Linked DNA regions of Mus musculus: all the other regions are linked to region 4. A link is a contact called in public Hi-C, HiChIP or PLAC-seq and promoter capture Hi-C data. All regions are on one chromosome and are shown on one strand. Each heading gives the region's core, a stretch centred on a gene start, on an enhancer-like site or on the middle of the called end of the contact. The rest is flanking DNA. Distances are from core to core; before and after follow the strand shown. Region 1 overlaps Nln (neurolysin (metallopeptidase M3 family)). Region 2 overlaps Nln (neurolysin (metallopeptidase M3 family)). Region 3 overlaps Nln (neurolysin (metallopeptidase M3 family)). Region 4 holds the start of Srek1 (splicing regulatory glutamine/lysine-rich protein 1).

The links. Promoter capture Hi-C pulls out the DNA fragments that hold promoters and counts their contacts. A called contact is a pair of places that touch in the nucleus more often than the background predicts. HiChIP or PLAC-seq counts read pairs in DNA pulled down with a chosen protein or histone mark.
Region 1: a promoter capture Hi-C map of 3T3-L1-derived adipocytes shows a contact between it and region 4, with 7 times the contacts expected there. The contact joins the enhancer-like site here to the promoter of Srek1 in region 4. A contact is called at or near these places in 16 of 39 promoter capture datasets (the 3T3-L1 cell line, 3T3-L1-derived adipocytes, the HPC-7 cell line and 10 more), 2 of 15 datasets of contacts at CTCF or cohesin (the NIH/3T3 cell line and pro-B cells), 20 of 484 Hi-C or Micro-C datasets (the C2C12 cell line, the G1E-ER4 cell line, the N1E-115 cell line and 13 more), 21 of 115 datasets of contacts at active chromatin or transcription factors (the 230-238 cell line, the NIH/3T3 cell line, the SCID.adh cell line and 18 more) and 4 of 9 other capture datasets (adipose tissue, liver, macrophages and 1 more).
Region 2: a Hi-C map of embryonic fibroblasts shows a contact between it and region 4, with 4 times the contacts expected there. The contact joins the enhancer-like site here to the promoter of Srek1 in region 4. A contact is called at or near these places in 9 of 39 promoter capture datasets (the 3T3-L1 cell line, 3T3-L1-derived adipocytes, embryonic stem cells and 5 more), 1 of 15 datasets of contacts at CTCF or cohesin (the NIH/3T3 cell line), 7 of 484 Hi-C or Micro-C datasets (bone marrow-derived macrophages, cardiomyocytes, cerebellar granule neurons and 4 more), 16 of 115 datasets of contacts at active chromatin or transcription factors (the NIH/3T3 cell line, the SCID.adh cell line, T-cell acute lymphoblastic leukemia and 10 more) and 4 of 9 other capture datasets (adipose tissue, embryonic stem cells, liver and 1 more).
Region 3: a contact with region 4 is called in an H3K27ac HiChIP or PLAC-seq map of trophoblast stem cells, with 3 times the contacts expected there. The contact joins the enhancer-like site here to the promoter of Srek1 in region 4. A contact is called at or near these places in 17 of 39 promoter capture datasets (the 3T3-L1 cell line, 3T3-L1-derived adipocytes, the C10 cell line and 9 more), 3 of 15 datasets of contacts at CTCF or cohesin (the G1E-ER4 cell line, large pre-B cells and pro-B cells), 7 of 484 Hi-C or Micro-C datasets (B cells, the G1E-ER4 cell line, bone marrow-derived macrophages and 4 more), 27 of 115 datasets of contacts at active chromatin or transcription factors (the 230-238 cell line, the NIH/3T3 cell line, SST interneurons and 19 more) and 5 of 9 other capture datasets (adipose tissue, embryonic stem cells, liver and 2 more).

Annotation. Positions count from the first base shown.
Region 1 is chr13:104,039,640-104,042,571 of GRCm38.p6, forward strand. All of the region lies in intron 9 of Nln (neurolysin (metallopeptidase M3 family)), which reads right to left. It overlaps Gm30967 (a long non-coding RNA gene), which reads left to right. Exons shown (of 3, transcript XR_873894.3): 2 at 2,017-2,174. Among named protein-coding and RNA genes, the nearest start is that of Gm30967, 3.2 kb to the left of the region's middle. Within about 2 kb of position 1,597, at least 123 of the 459 cell types and tissues checked have an H3K27ac peak or open chromatin away from gene starts, as enhancers often do. A contact at or near this core is called in 3T3-L1-derived adipocytes, the C2C12 cell line, the G1E-ER4 cell line and 12 more, where this site is marked.
Region 2 is chr13:104,060,915-104,063,934 of GRCm38.p6, forward strand. Nln (neurolysin (metallopeptidase M3 family)) reads right to left here. Exons shown (of 13, transcript NM_029447.2): 4 at 831-938. Among named protein-coding and RNA genes, the nearest start is that of Gm30967, 25 kb to the left of the region's middle. Within about 2 kb of position 1,532, at least 29 of the 459 cell types and tissues checked have an H3K27ac peak or open chromatin away from gene starts, as enhancers often do. A contact at or near this core is called in T-cell acute lymphoblastic leukemia, embryonic fibroblasts and embryonic limb bud, where this site is marked.
Region 3 is chr13:104,081,138-104,084,012 of GRCm38.p6, forward strand. All of the region lies in intron 1 of Nln (neurolysin (metallopeptidase M3 family)), which reads right to left. Among named protein-coding and RNA genes, the nearest start is that of Nln, 27 kb to the right of the region's middle. Within about 2 kb of position 1,539, at least 28 of the 459 cell types and tissues checked have an H3K27ac peak or open chromatin away from gene starts, as enhancers often do. A contact at or near this core is called in trophoblast stem cells, where this site is marked.
Region 4 is chr13:103,773,252-103,776,285 of GRCm38.p6, forward strand. Srek1 (splicing regulatory glutamine/lysine-rich protein 1) reads right to left here and starts at 1,357. Exons shown (of 12, transcript NM_001361085.1): 1 at 1,048-1,357. The coding sequence starts at 1,208. Gm52054 (a long non-coding RNA gene) reads left to right here and starts at 1,366. Exons shown (of 4, transcript XR_003950659.1): 1 at 1,366-1,785.

The sequences.
Region 1 (2,932 bases), core at 347-2,846, 270 kb after region 4:
ATCCCAAAGCAGTAATGCTAAATACACGGTTTTATGAAGCATAGTGCTTGAACAGATACGAGCAGTGCAAACAAGGGAAAATCAAGCCATCAGCTACCCTCATACAACAAGACAAAATCAGCAGCCTCGTGATTCTTGCTTGTGTGAAGATTTCCATGAAGGCAACGCAGACACACAAAATCTGGGGGAAGGGTCTACACGCGTGTACACACACACACACACACACACACACACACACACACACACACACTGGGGGAAGGGTCTGCTCAGTATCCAGGAAAAAAAAAAAACATGAACAAATGAGTAACTCATGAGTTAGAGCCAAAATTGGACAACTAAGAAGCAACACAATTACGTCACCAGCGTGAAGAAGAGAGGGCCTATTCTCCCTAAGTCTGCTAGTGGGGCAGAACACTGCCAATGAATGAACAGATCAACAATGTTCTCTAGAGAACAAAAGGAAATGTTTGCAAGGAAGGAGTAAAAGTTAAAAATAGCTCGCCTGCTTACAGATTTCCCAAAAGTCAGCCATGCTGCGCCTTTGTGAACCCTTTGGGCAACATCATTTAAATATTTTTCACATGAAGACAAAAAAAAATCTACAAAATTCAAAAGCTCAATTTCCAGCAAACCAGGAAACTCCTAAGCCAAAGGATACCATAGTCAGCATAGACACGGAAATGGGGACTTTGGCTTTGCAGTGTGAGGGGGCCTCCTGCGCAGGACTGTGGAGTGGGTGGCTGAACTGGCACTCACAAGCGACTATACCACTTCCCAGGTTTAGAGTCCTAGAGTGATTCCCTACGTAGTTCTCAGCATCATCAGTTTGGGGATGTTAAACATAATAAAAGCTAGCAATGCTCATCTATCTTCCAGATAAAGCTAAGTGTGAAGCCACACGACAACCCAATGGGCAAATCAGAGCACACTTCTTGCAGAAAATGTTTGATCATGGGAGCCTAAAAAAATATGGTTAACTTCTGTTTCGATGGGGAATTTTGAAAGGAAGTTACTTTTCTTTCTGGTTTTTGGTTTTACTTGTTTAAGATTCATTCTGTGCATGTGGGTGTTTGCCTGTATGCATATACACAGACGTGCATACCTGGTGTGCATGGAGGCTGGTAGGCTTGGATCTCCTGGACCTGGAGGTATAGATGGTTATGGCTGCCATGTGGGTGTGGGGAACTGAACCTGGGTCCTCCCCAAGAGCAACTTTTTTTTTTAACTACTGAGCTGCCTTTCCAACTCTTAAATATGAGTCTTTGTGTTACTATCTCCCAAATAGACATTAGGATGCCTAAAATCTATTCCATTGCAGATTTAAAACCTATGTCTTGCTGATGTAGAGATTAATGTTTAAGCTTACACAGTAGAGTCAAATGACACAAACGTAACTAAATTTGTCATGTGAGCCCTTTTAACTCTTAAGCACTACAGGTTGTTAGTATCGAATTAAGAGACCAACTCCTTTTACTGGTTATAACTGTGGTTCCTTTTTATGATAAAAAAAAAAAAACTCCAAAGCAGAGCAAAGGCAACTGTTGGAATGAGTCAGCACAACATGCCTAAGACAGTGACAGCCCTCCGGAGAAGAGACCTTGGCTGACTCATGGGGCCAACTGCTGATTTAATAGCACGAAGTCCAGATCCTGATGTGTCTGATCTACCCCACATTGAAGGCTAATGAGAAGTTCAGGTCACAAAGCAAGGCACTAAAAACAAGTGGCCACTATTTACTAGACTTTCCTGTCACTAGATGGGTAAGAAGTCACGGTTTTATCTTTGAACATATCTAGGCATCACTGGAAAAAAATAACAGTAACAAAGAAGATGTGAGAAACGGTTCATCTTTTCTTAGTCTTCACTGCAGCCCTGCACTTGAGCAGGTCGGTGTCTGAGGACAGGAAGAAACACAATTTGGGAAAGTCTTGAATATCACAACTGAACTTCACGGGTTTGCCTTCAGGCTACCTACGCTGTCCTAACTAGGCACTTACTTAAACTGCTCCTTTTCAGATAAGAACAAAAGTTCCACTTAACCTTGATGCTGAGTCAGAGAGAGCTTGGCTTACCATCCTATGCCCGACAGCCCAGCACATGCCCAGGGGATGCCCCGCTCAAGGTCTGTGCACTGAGGTGTGAGAAGAATGTGCGCTGTGGAGAACCTAACTGAGGTAACTCAGAGACAGCTTCTCTTAGACTCCACCTGACCTATCGCCTGCCTCATGTCTTTCCTCTATGTTCTTTGAGTGCTTAACATTTTACTTGTCTCACCTCTACTGACTTTCCGCTTTTAGATTCTTGCCTTTCATGTCCTTGAATCCTAAAAATCCAAAGCACTCTAACTTATTTTGAATTCTATCCTACCATTCTTTGTACACCGTGCAAGGAGATAATCAATAATTCTGCTTTAAAAAAATCACCTGCGCATTCTTCGTCTTCAGAAAAAAACCTTTCTCTTATTAGAAAGATAAAATACTTCAGGGGCTGGAGCGACTGGAGAGTGGGTAAGAGAACTGACTCGTTGTTCTTCCAAAAGGTCAGTTCCGAGGATCATGTTGAGGGCTCACAACCACCTGGATAGCTCCAAGGGATCTGATGCCCTCGTCTGGCTTCCACTGGCATCCATAATCATAAAGACAGACACGTAAAAGTCATCCTTTAGAAAGCTAAAAAAGTATATATAAAAGTTGCAGCGTACAAAAGAAATGAGCAACTTCCCAAACACGCATTATACACATGCACACTTTGGTTTATGTTAGCATTTATTCTATGTTAACATATATGTACATACTTATACACAGATTAAAAAAAAACAAAACAAAGCTGGGCGTGGTGGCGCATGCCTTTAATCCCAGCACTGGGGAGGCAGAGGCAGGAAGATTTCTGAGTTCGAGGCCAGCCTGGTCTACAAAGTGAGTTCCAGGACAGC
Region 2 (3,020 bases), core at 282-2,781, 290 kb after region 4:
AATAAGCCTGATACATATAAAATAAACAAAACATGGAGGGGATTAAAGAACCATAGCATTGCCAGGCATGGTGACACACATCTGTAATCCCGGCTCTCGGGCAAAGACAGAAGCAGAGGTGGAGGCAAAAAAGCAGAGGCAGAGGCAGGTGAATCTCTGAGTTCTAAGCCAGTCTGGTCTACTTAGCAAGTTCCAGGTCAAATAGAACTATATAGTTCCTGTTTTAAAATGAGTGTGTGTGTGTGTGTGTGTGTGTGTGTATGTGAGAGATTTGTAAGTTGTTTAGTTACTAATGAGGTTAGCATAAGTTTTAATAGTTGAATCAGGGGCTGGGGAGATGGCTTAGTGGTTGAGAGAGCTTACAGCTCTTCCAGAGAACCCTTGTTCAGTTCCCAGCACCCATACTAGACAGCTAACAACCACTGCTATAATTGTAGTTCCAGGGCACCAGAATCTCTTTTTGGGGCCCTGTAGGTATCAGCACACACACATTTAGACTCACAGACATACATATAAAACATACATACATATAAAAACATACATATAAAACAAATCTTTAAAAGAAGAAAAGTAAAAGCATCAAATATCATAAATGGATTTTTTTAAGTATGGGCTATCCTATTAAAACTCATCTCTTTGCCTACTTGTTGGTTCTTGGTGCATTTTTTTTCCTTTTTCTCCTCAAATAAGAGAATGACGGACAGACGAGGGTTATATGTGTGAGAGAGTAATCAGAATGCATCTTACACATACACAAAACTGTCAACAAACAACCTACTAATACTTACTATAAAACTTAGTAATAAAAAAATAAAAAGAAAGAAACTCACATTTTTTACGTGTTCTGGAAGATGGAGTCCATTCCTTTTCCCCATTTTAATTGATTTTTCCAAGTATCGCCTGGCCTCAGGCTTTATCTTCTCCAAATCGCACGTTTCCTTAAATTAACAAGCATGTCAGCTATTTCTGTTGTAATAGCACACAAGCAAACAATCAACTCCCAGGCCAAAGCCAATGTACTGCATCCATCATCTCTGTGGGGCCATGAAGCACAGGTGACTGTGGGGCAGGCCCTATTAAAGACCTAATTCCTTTTATGCTTTGGTGAGCTTCTGCTAATTTAAAACAGAAATATTCAATAAATAAGAGGCCATGCACACTAGCCTTGCCCTGCCTCAGAGCTAAGAGTGCTGGGGTGGGGTGGGGGGGTTGGGGGAGGCTGTGCTAATGGGCACATTTGCATAGTCTCCTTCTGAGCAGCCTGCATGACCCAGGCACAGTTCTTACTGCAAATCATCTGGATTTAATTGTCTATCAGTCGTTAACCTGGTTCCCCTTGAGATGCAGGAAGAGAAATAATGGGGTGAACTCTGCACAAATGCTGGGTAAGAAGACTCTCTTGCCAAAATACCAAACAAGGACAGTTGGATAAAACTCCAGCAAAAGGCTCCAATACTTCAAAAGCGCCTTCCTGTCACTTGGCAAGGGAGATCAAGGGACTACAGCAGGCTGCACATGAACAAGTAAGTATCTGGTAAAAATGAGTCAGCACCCCAGTAAAACACAAGGAAAGCTGCTAGCCTCCAAAGGACAGAAGGTCCTGGAGGGGGCTGGAAAATTCCCACAGCCAAGACAATAAAAATCCAAAAATCCAAAGGAAGTCACAGGATATGTGGTGTGTATCTAAGGTGGCTGGTCAGCTCATGGTCCCTGGGAGGAAATGTGACTCCAGACAGACTCAGCAGGTACAAAAGACTCACTTTGGCTGAGGGACAATGGCAGCCTTCTGTCACTGGAGCTTACAGGCCTCCTGTCAGTTGGACATTTTCTCCATGGAAGACCAGGGCCATCCAGATCTGAGTGTTCCAAATTTCCCAACTGATTAGGTTTTTAATGAATGGTGTTTAGTTTTAGAAATGGCATTTGAGATGGCCGATGACAGGGAGGTAAACAGAGCTGCGTTTCAATCAGTGAGACTCAGAACAGAAACAGTACTTCACACTGCCTACCACGAAACAATCGGTGTCACAGAGCTACAACACTCCCAACGTTACTCAACCTTCCACCAGTGTATTCTCAGCAGAGGGTAAGAACGGTTAAACTCCTTTTTCCATTATAATCTCCCTTTGTGCCTCTGTGGAACTGTGAGTTTGTGGGCAAGATTGGAGTTGAAACCCTCCTGAGATGGCTTTGGCAATTACTGGGATCCAGCAGCAGGTATCTGGGAAGAAACCCAAAATGTCTAGGGAGACAACCTGGCTAGGCACTAGCTCCCGCAGGGATGGCGAACAGTTCAAATCACAACGTTCATATGGATGTCATTAACTGGAGCTCGTCTAGTCAGTTCCAATAGCGCCGGGAAGTCTGTCCTGAGGTGTGAGTGTGGCGACAGGAGTCTCTATGGTATGACATCGTAAGGCTTGGGGGTGGGTGGGGAGTATCTAGGCCATAACCACGTGCAGTATGGTAAGCAGAGTTTAGCAAGAGCTGGGTTTATTGCTAAGGATCTAGGAGGCTGAGATACACAGCAGAGAGCTGGCCTTGAGCTGAGGCAAACATTTGGTTCTGAGCTGGGAACAACGGCTAATCCCACTGTCTCATTAGCCAGTTGAGTGGCACTCATAGCTCCTCCATGGCTGTGCACATGCTTACGGTAGGTCCCCACGGTAGGTAGACACAATTCCCTTCTGTATCTACAGGAAGGCACTCAACAACATAAGAGTAACATTCGCAGTCTACATCAAGATGAAAACCACACACTCTCAAAGCGAGGGACACAAGTGCACACAGGTAAAAGGATAGTCTGTGGGAAACTGACTTCAAATTGGTCTAATGCAACCATCACTAACTAGCACACTGGGAAACTGAACCACAAAAATGACACTGAACAAAAGTCTGACTCAGTAACAAGACCCCCGCTTGCCACTCAGTTGCTGAGGTCTCTGGCAGACTCCATGGCCTGTGGGAAGACTGAGGCACTTCTGAGGCCCATTTGCTAAGTCACGGCTGCACCACAGTTC
Region 3 (2,875 bases), core at 289-2,788, 310 kb after region 4:
CAGGTAGGCAGGCAGGCAGACAAACAGACAGACAGACAGACAGACAGACAGACACACACACACACACACACACACACACACACAGCTCTGCCCTGCCCTGCCCTGTCTGAAGAGGGCAGAAGAGGGAGCGGATCCCCTGGAGCTGTAGTTACAGGTAGTTTGTGAGTGGCCTGATTGGGTCTTGAGAACTAAACTCATCCTCTGCAAGAACAGTCCATACTATTAGCCTTTGAACCACCTCTCTAGCACTCTCAAAAGCATTTTTTTTTTCTGAAATAGGATGGCCTGTAACTTATGTAGAAGAGGCTAGCCTGGAACTCACAAAGATCCACTTGCCTTTCCTGCTTGCCTTTTAATATTGAAGGTGTGCACCATTATAGCTGACAATGTACGTGTGGAAGTCGGTGGGAACTTGTCGAGGTTGGTCCATTCTTTCCAACATGTGAGTTTTAGGAATCAAACTCAGGTCATGAGGCTTGGTGGCAAGCTCCTTTTTCCCTAGCTATCTCACTAGGCCCTTCAACTTGTTCCTTCATGCCATCCATTCTGTCCCTAACCCCAGAGTTTTGTGCCCTGATGCACCTCTCTCTAAGCTTCCCTTCCCCCAACTGTACCACAGAGAACTTCTTTTCCCCCTGTGTCCTAACAGAAGCTGGCTACTGTGATTTAGATTGACTCTTTTGTTTCTTTAGACATGGTTTCTCTAAGTGGTCCAAGCTAGCTTGGATCTTGCTATGTTGCCCAGGCTAGCATCAGATTCATGATCTTCCTGCCTTAGCCTTCCAAGGGCCCTTACAGCCTTACCCCAAGTGGGGTTCAGGCACGTGCCATCTCGCCAGGCTGTCACATGGGTCTTAAATGTTGCCCCAATCTGATAGCCTAGTCTCTAAAGCCATGGTGCTGCTGGGGAGTTGGGAAGCCTTCAGGAGATAGCCCTAGGGAGGGAGGTGAGTGGATGGGATGTGATGGCTAACACCGACTGTCACGTTGACAACCTCTACAACCTCACAGCTTGTCTGAGACTATTAGGTTAAATTGACTGTGGTGAGATGACCCACACTAAACACAGGAGGTACCATTCCATGGCTGGGGTCCCAGTCTGCATATGAAGGAGAAAGCAAGATGAGTACCACCAGCATTAACCACTCTGCATCTTGGGTGTAGATGCAGTGTGGCCAGCCACCCCCCTCCTGCTGCTGTGATGGCTCCCCTACCTAGGACTGTGAGCCAAAATAAATCCTTCCTTCTTTACCTGCCTCCGTTGGGTGTTAGTCCTGGTAGCACAAGAAGTGATCAACACAGGGAGCTGCCCTTCAGCCCCTGACTCTCTCTTCTTCCCAGCCTCCCTGAGGTAGACAGACCTCCCCGGGCACACACCAGCTATGATGTGCTTGTGCTGTGAGAGGCCACAGTAACAGGTCAACACTAGGGACCGAAACTTCTGACCCTGTGAACCAAAACTGAGCTTCCCTCCTTTGATCCTGCGAGCCTCGGTGCTTTGTCATAGTGACAGAGGTGACAAGCACACCTGGATTCCTGAGGACTGGGTTGTTCCACCCACCAATGAAGTGACTCATTCTCTCAAGTTCCTTATGCAACCAGACCTCTACAAGATGTAGTCTTTTAGACCTTTGAGGCGGCTTCCCCGGTCATCCTCCTGATCTTCCCAGGCTGCTGCTTTCCGGCTCTGTCCCTCACCAGCTCTCTGTTGCTGTCATCCCCCAGCCTCTGACCTCTGCTCTAAGACTAGGTCACAGAGACTTACCCCCCACCCTAAAAAGATTTATTCTAGGAAAGACTTTACTCATCTTGTGCCTGCTTGTGTATCACATGTGCATCGTGCCGGCATAAACCAGAAGTGGGTGCTGGAGCTCTGGAGCTGGAGCTCGAGTCCTCTGGAAGAACAGTACACACTCTTAACCTCTGAGTCCTCTCCTGGCCTCCAGTCTTCTCCATCTTAAACTCTGTGGCCATGCTGAAGAGTTTCAGGGAGGCGGATGACCTTCAGTTTCATCTTTGTGATCTGCCTTACCCTAAGAACGCTCATGTGCACTATTCTCACCACCACTCAGAGACGCTCTCAGAGAGGATAAGAGCAGCCCGCTCTTTACCATAACCTCCTCTCTTCCCACCTCTGAGTTGCACTGATGCTCCACCGTATCCCTTACACCTTCACTCTGTGCACCCCTGCACTTCCTCAGCCCGCCTGGCTTCTCTGACATGTTACCCTTAGGCCTGGCTGTTTGCAGTACTTTCCAGGCCCCACTCTGGCCTTTCTGTACCTACATTTAGCTCAAGAGGTTGAATGGGAAGAGCTTGCTCAGAACTGCCACTGCCACGCAGCTATGTTCCAGGTATCTAGCAGCACAGATTTCCTTGTTCAAATGGCTCCCCGAGCCTGTTTTCTTAGAAATGAACAGCACGGTGGGTATATGCACATCCTAGACTAAGGGTGGCCGTCAGGAGGAAACAGTGCAGTTGGAGTGTGGACATACAGTGGGGTCATCCCCACATGTAGGGGCCCTGTATAAGAGCTGTCCTGGTGAGCTTCTACAAGTACTCCTGCCCCTGGTGCAAGAACATTAACATTAAACCTCACCTGTCCATTCAACTATCTTTCATTAAAATCCAGCTGCGAATCCTTTTGCAATTCACCTTAACAACCCTGCTCAAGACCACATAGCCAGCTACCGTCTCTGTCCTTACACTCAGGTGATCACACTGAGCTATGGCTTTCCTTCTATCATATCTGTGTCTCACTTGAACTGGATTTTAATTAACTTAGAATTCATCCGTAAAAGTCTGTCTCCAATTCCGCACACCACCTTGAACCTGACCAGTTCCCTGTCTTTCTCCTCTGTTGATGGCTCTCCTG
Region 4 (3,034 bases), core at 107-2,606:
AGGCAGTCACTGTTTTATTTCAACTTTTTTGAATGCATAACATTAAATAGTCACATCCGTAAGAAATCAATTTGTAGCCATTCTGCTACTTACAGAGAGTAGAGAGATATATTGTTCTGTGTGCATGACTATGAAATAAGCCAAAATCTTTTCCCAAAAAAATCGTGGACAACTTTTCCTTCAAATAATTTTAGCATAAAGAACAAAATACCGTGGCCCTTAGTATTTTCTTAAAGTTTATGAGTGTGAGAATGTTACGAACGGTAAAACCATTACAAGTTATCCGATTAGTGAATACTGCATAAGGGAAATTTACCACTTCAAGTACACTGCCTAAGAAGCGAGCGCTGGATTTTAAACACATGTACACAGTAGTGATAATTCTGCACCGATTTATACTTTTTGAAACGTCTGAGCCAGCGTGACCTTCTTGGAGAAGGAAAATTCAGGCTGTTGCCAAAAGGAGAGATTGACGTGATCTTTAAGATCGTGAATATGGGCTCGGTTAGAAAAACCAAAACGATGGTAAATGTCTAAGATCACCCCGGAGAACAAAAACAGCCCCGATTCCATGTTGTCATCCGCTCGCTCCCTCAGCAGCGCTAGCAGCCTGACATTAAGACCTAGAGGTCCGGGCGTTGGCGTTGCTGGCGTTCTCCACGATTCTCCCAGTGCAAAAAAAAAAAAAAAAAAAAGAAACGTTATAGGCATTTGCCATGAGGACTGTCGCCGGCCCACCTGCGGCCATCTTAAGTTCGGGGGAAACCAAAGGCCCGGGGCACCCAACTCGAAGGCCGGGCATCAACCACAGTCCCGGAGGCTCGAGAGAGGAAGGCACCCCTAAGTCCTCTGCAGGAACCCCGCGTGGAGCTCAATTAACAAAACCTCACCGCGGAGAGGCCCCGCGGCCGGCCGGGTGCCCTCATCAAACATGGCCGCCTAGGGAAGCGCGCCGTCACGTGACGCCCGCGCTCGCCCCGTGCCTCCCTCGGCGCCCGAGGTCTGGATGGCGGCGCGCCCCTCCCCCCGCCGGGCTCCAGCACTCACTCTGGGGGGTAGAGCCGTAGCTCCTCGATTTCTCCTAGGAAGGAAAAGAGCGTCCTCATCTGCTCGCTGGTCACCGCCGACGAGAGGTTCGTCACCTGAATCACCGTCGTAGGGAAGAGGCCGAAGCCTAAGCCCAAGCCGAAGCCGCCGCCGCTGTTCATCCCGGCCTCGCTGCTGCTGCCTTCCCGCTCCCCAACGTCCACGACGCGTCAGCGACGGAGCCTGGGAAGCAGAGGCGCGCGGCCGCGAGCGCGCTCCCGAGAGCTAATCCTCCGCGCCCGGGCACGTCTAGCCGCCCATCGCGCAACTCTCCTGCTCCGGGGGCTGCGCGCGCCGGCCGGAAGCGTCGCCCTGGCAACGCGGCGGCTCCCCGCGGGTCCTGGCGGCCGCAGCCCTGGGGTCAGGTCGCCGGGACTGTTGCTAGGCGTCACTAGGTCTTCAGAGAGGTTTACCTGCTGCTGCAGTGAGGGTTGCGGAGGTTGTGCCTACAAACTCCATCACTTCTCGATGCTTCTGTCAGTTAAGCAGCTCGGCTCTTTCTCCACATCAGGCGGAGGAACCCAGAGGCCTGGGCTGCAGTGGTAAAGGGACAATGACATCTGGACATTATACATTAATACCTGACCAAACAATAGCTTCATTATTAAATACAGGCTGCAACCCCGCTTAACCTATTTTCAAAATTGGCAGGCACCCTGATTATGAGAATTCTTGGAAATTTTCACACCAATTATGGAGGTTAGGGTAAATGAGTGAATGAAAGGCTTTGCTGTCAATTTATAACATGCAATTTATTTACTAGCGGGCCCTAATATCTATACTTTTAGACAAAGGCAGGTAAAAGACACAAACTGTCTACATGCAACTTGCACCTTAATACTGCGCAATCATTTTCAACCAGAGCAGCTATATCCAAAGTTCATGGTTCAAGTCCATTCCTGTGGGCCCACAATATAAAAACTTATTGGGGTCCTGGAGTTGCTCTACAAAGCACACAAACATCAAACTCAGTTAAACAGGGATGGTTTATATAACTCACACCACAAGCCTGATGGACCAGGGCAACAGCTCAAAAAGCTGAGCGCTGGATATTTCTTAATGGCCATCTTCTAAAGGTTAAAACCGCTCAAACCACAGTGGGCTCCAATGCAGGTGCTGGAAGGGCTGCCTGGTAGTCAGCCCTCACTCAAGCCATTTTAGACGTGACAGTTTATATTGACCTTTAATTTGATGGGTCCTACATGAAGCCTACAGTTGTGGAATTTCTTAAGATTAACAAACCTCATAACACACAGAACAGAACAGGGTATGTGATCAGCATGACTCTGTTCTGAGTCAAGTTATTTTTCTGTGTCAATGACTGGCAGGCACACTACAGCAACATATGAAGTAGCTAGCAGACATGGAACGAAATGGCTACAGCTATGCTGGGGGAGGGAGACCCCAACACATGTACTAATTATTAAGACTTTGTTGCCACAGGGCGGTGGTGGTGCAAGCCTTTGATCCCAGCACTTGGGAGGCAGAGGCAGGTGGATTTCTGAGTTCGAGGCCAGCCTGGTCTACAGAGTGAGTTTCAGGACAGCCAGGGCTACACAGAGAAACCCTGTCTCAAAAAAACAAAAGAAGAAAAACAAAAACAAAAAGACTTTGTTGCTCTTTTCACCTTTGTTCTGATGGTCTTAAAGCAACAGTAGAAATGAGGGTGTAGTTACATTGGTAAATGTTTGCCTTGCTTACTTGAAAGCCCAGTGTTGAGACATTAGACCCGAAACTGGCATAAACCTGTAATCTCAGCACTGGGGAGATCAATGGATGGACAGATGGATGATGGATGGATGGGTGAATATAATGGTAGGTTAAAGGGCTGGCACCTGATTGGGAAGCAAGGCAACGTTTGTAAACTCTGAGTTTCTGTTGTTTATATTCTTAATCTCTACCCACTCACACTACACTAAATGTAACTTTAAACTAACTCCCTTGTAAA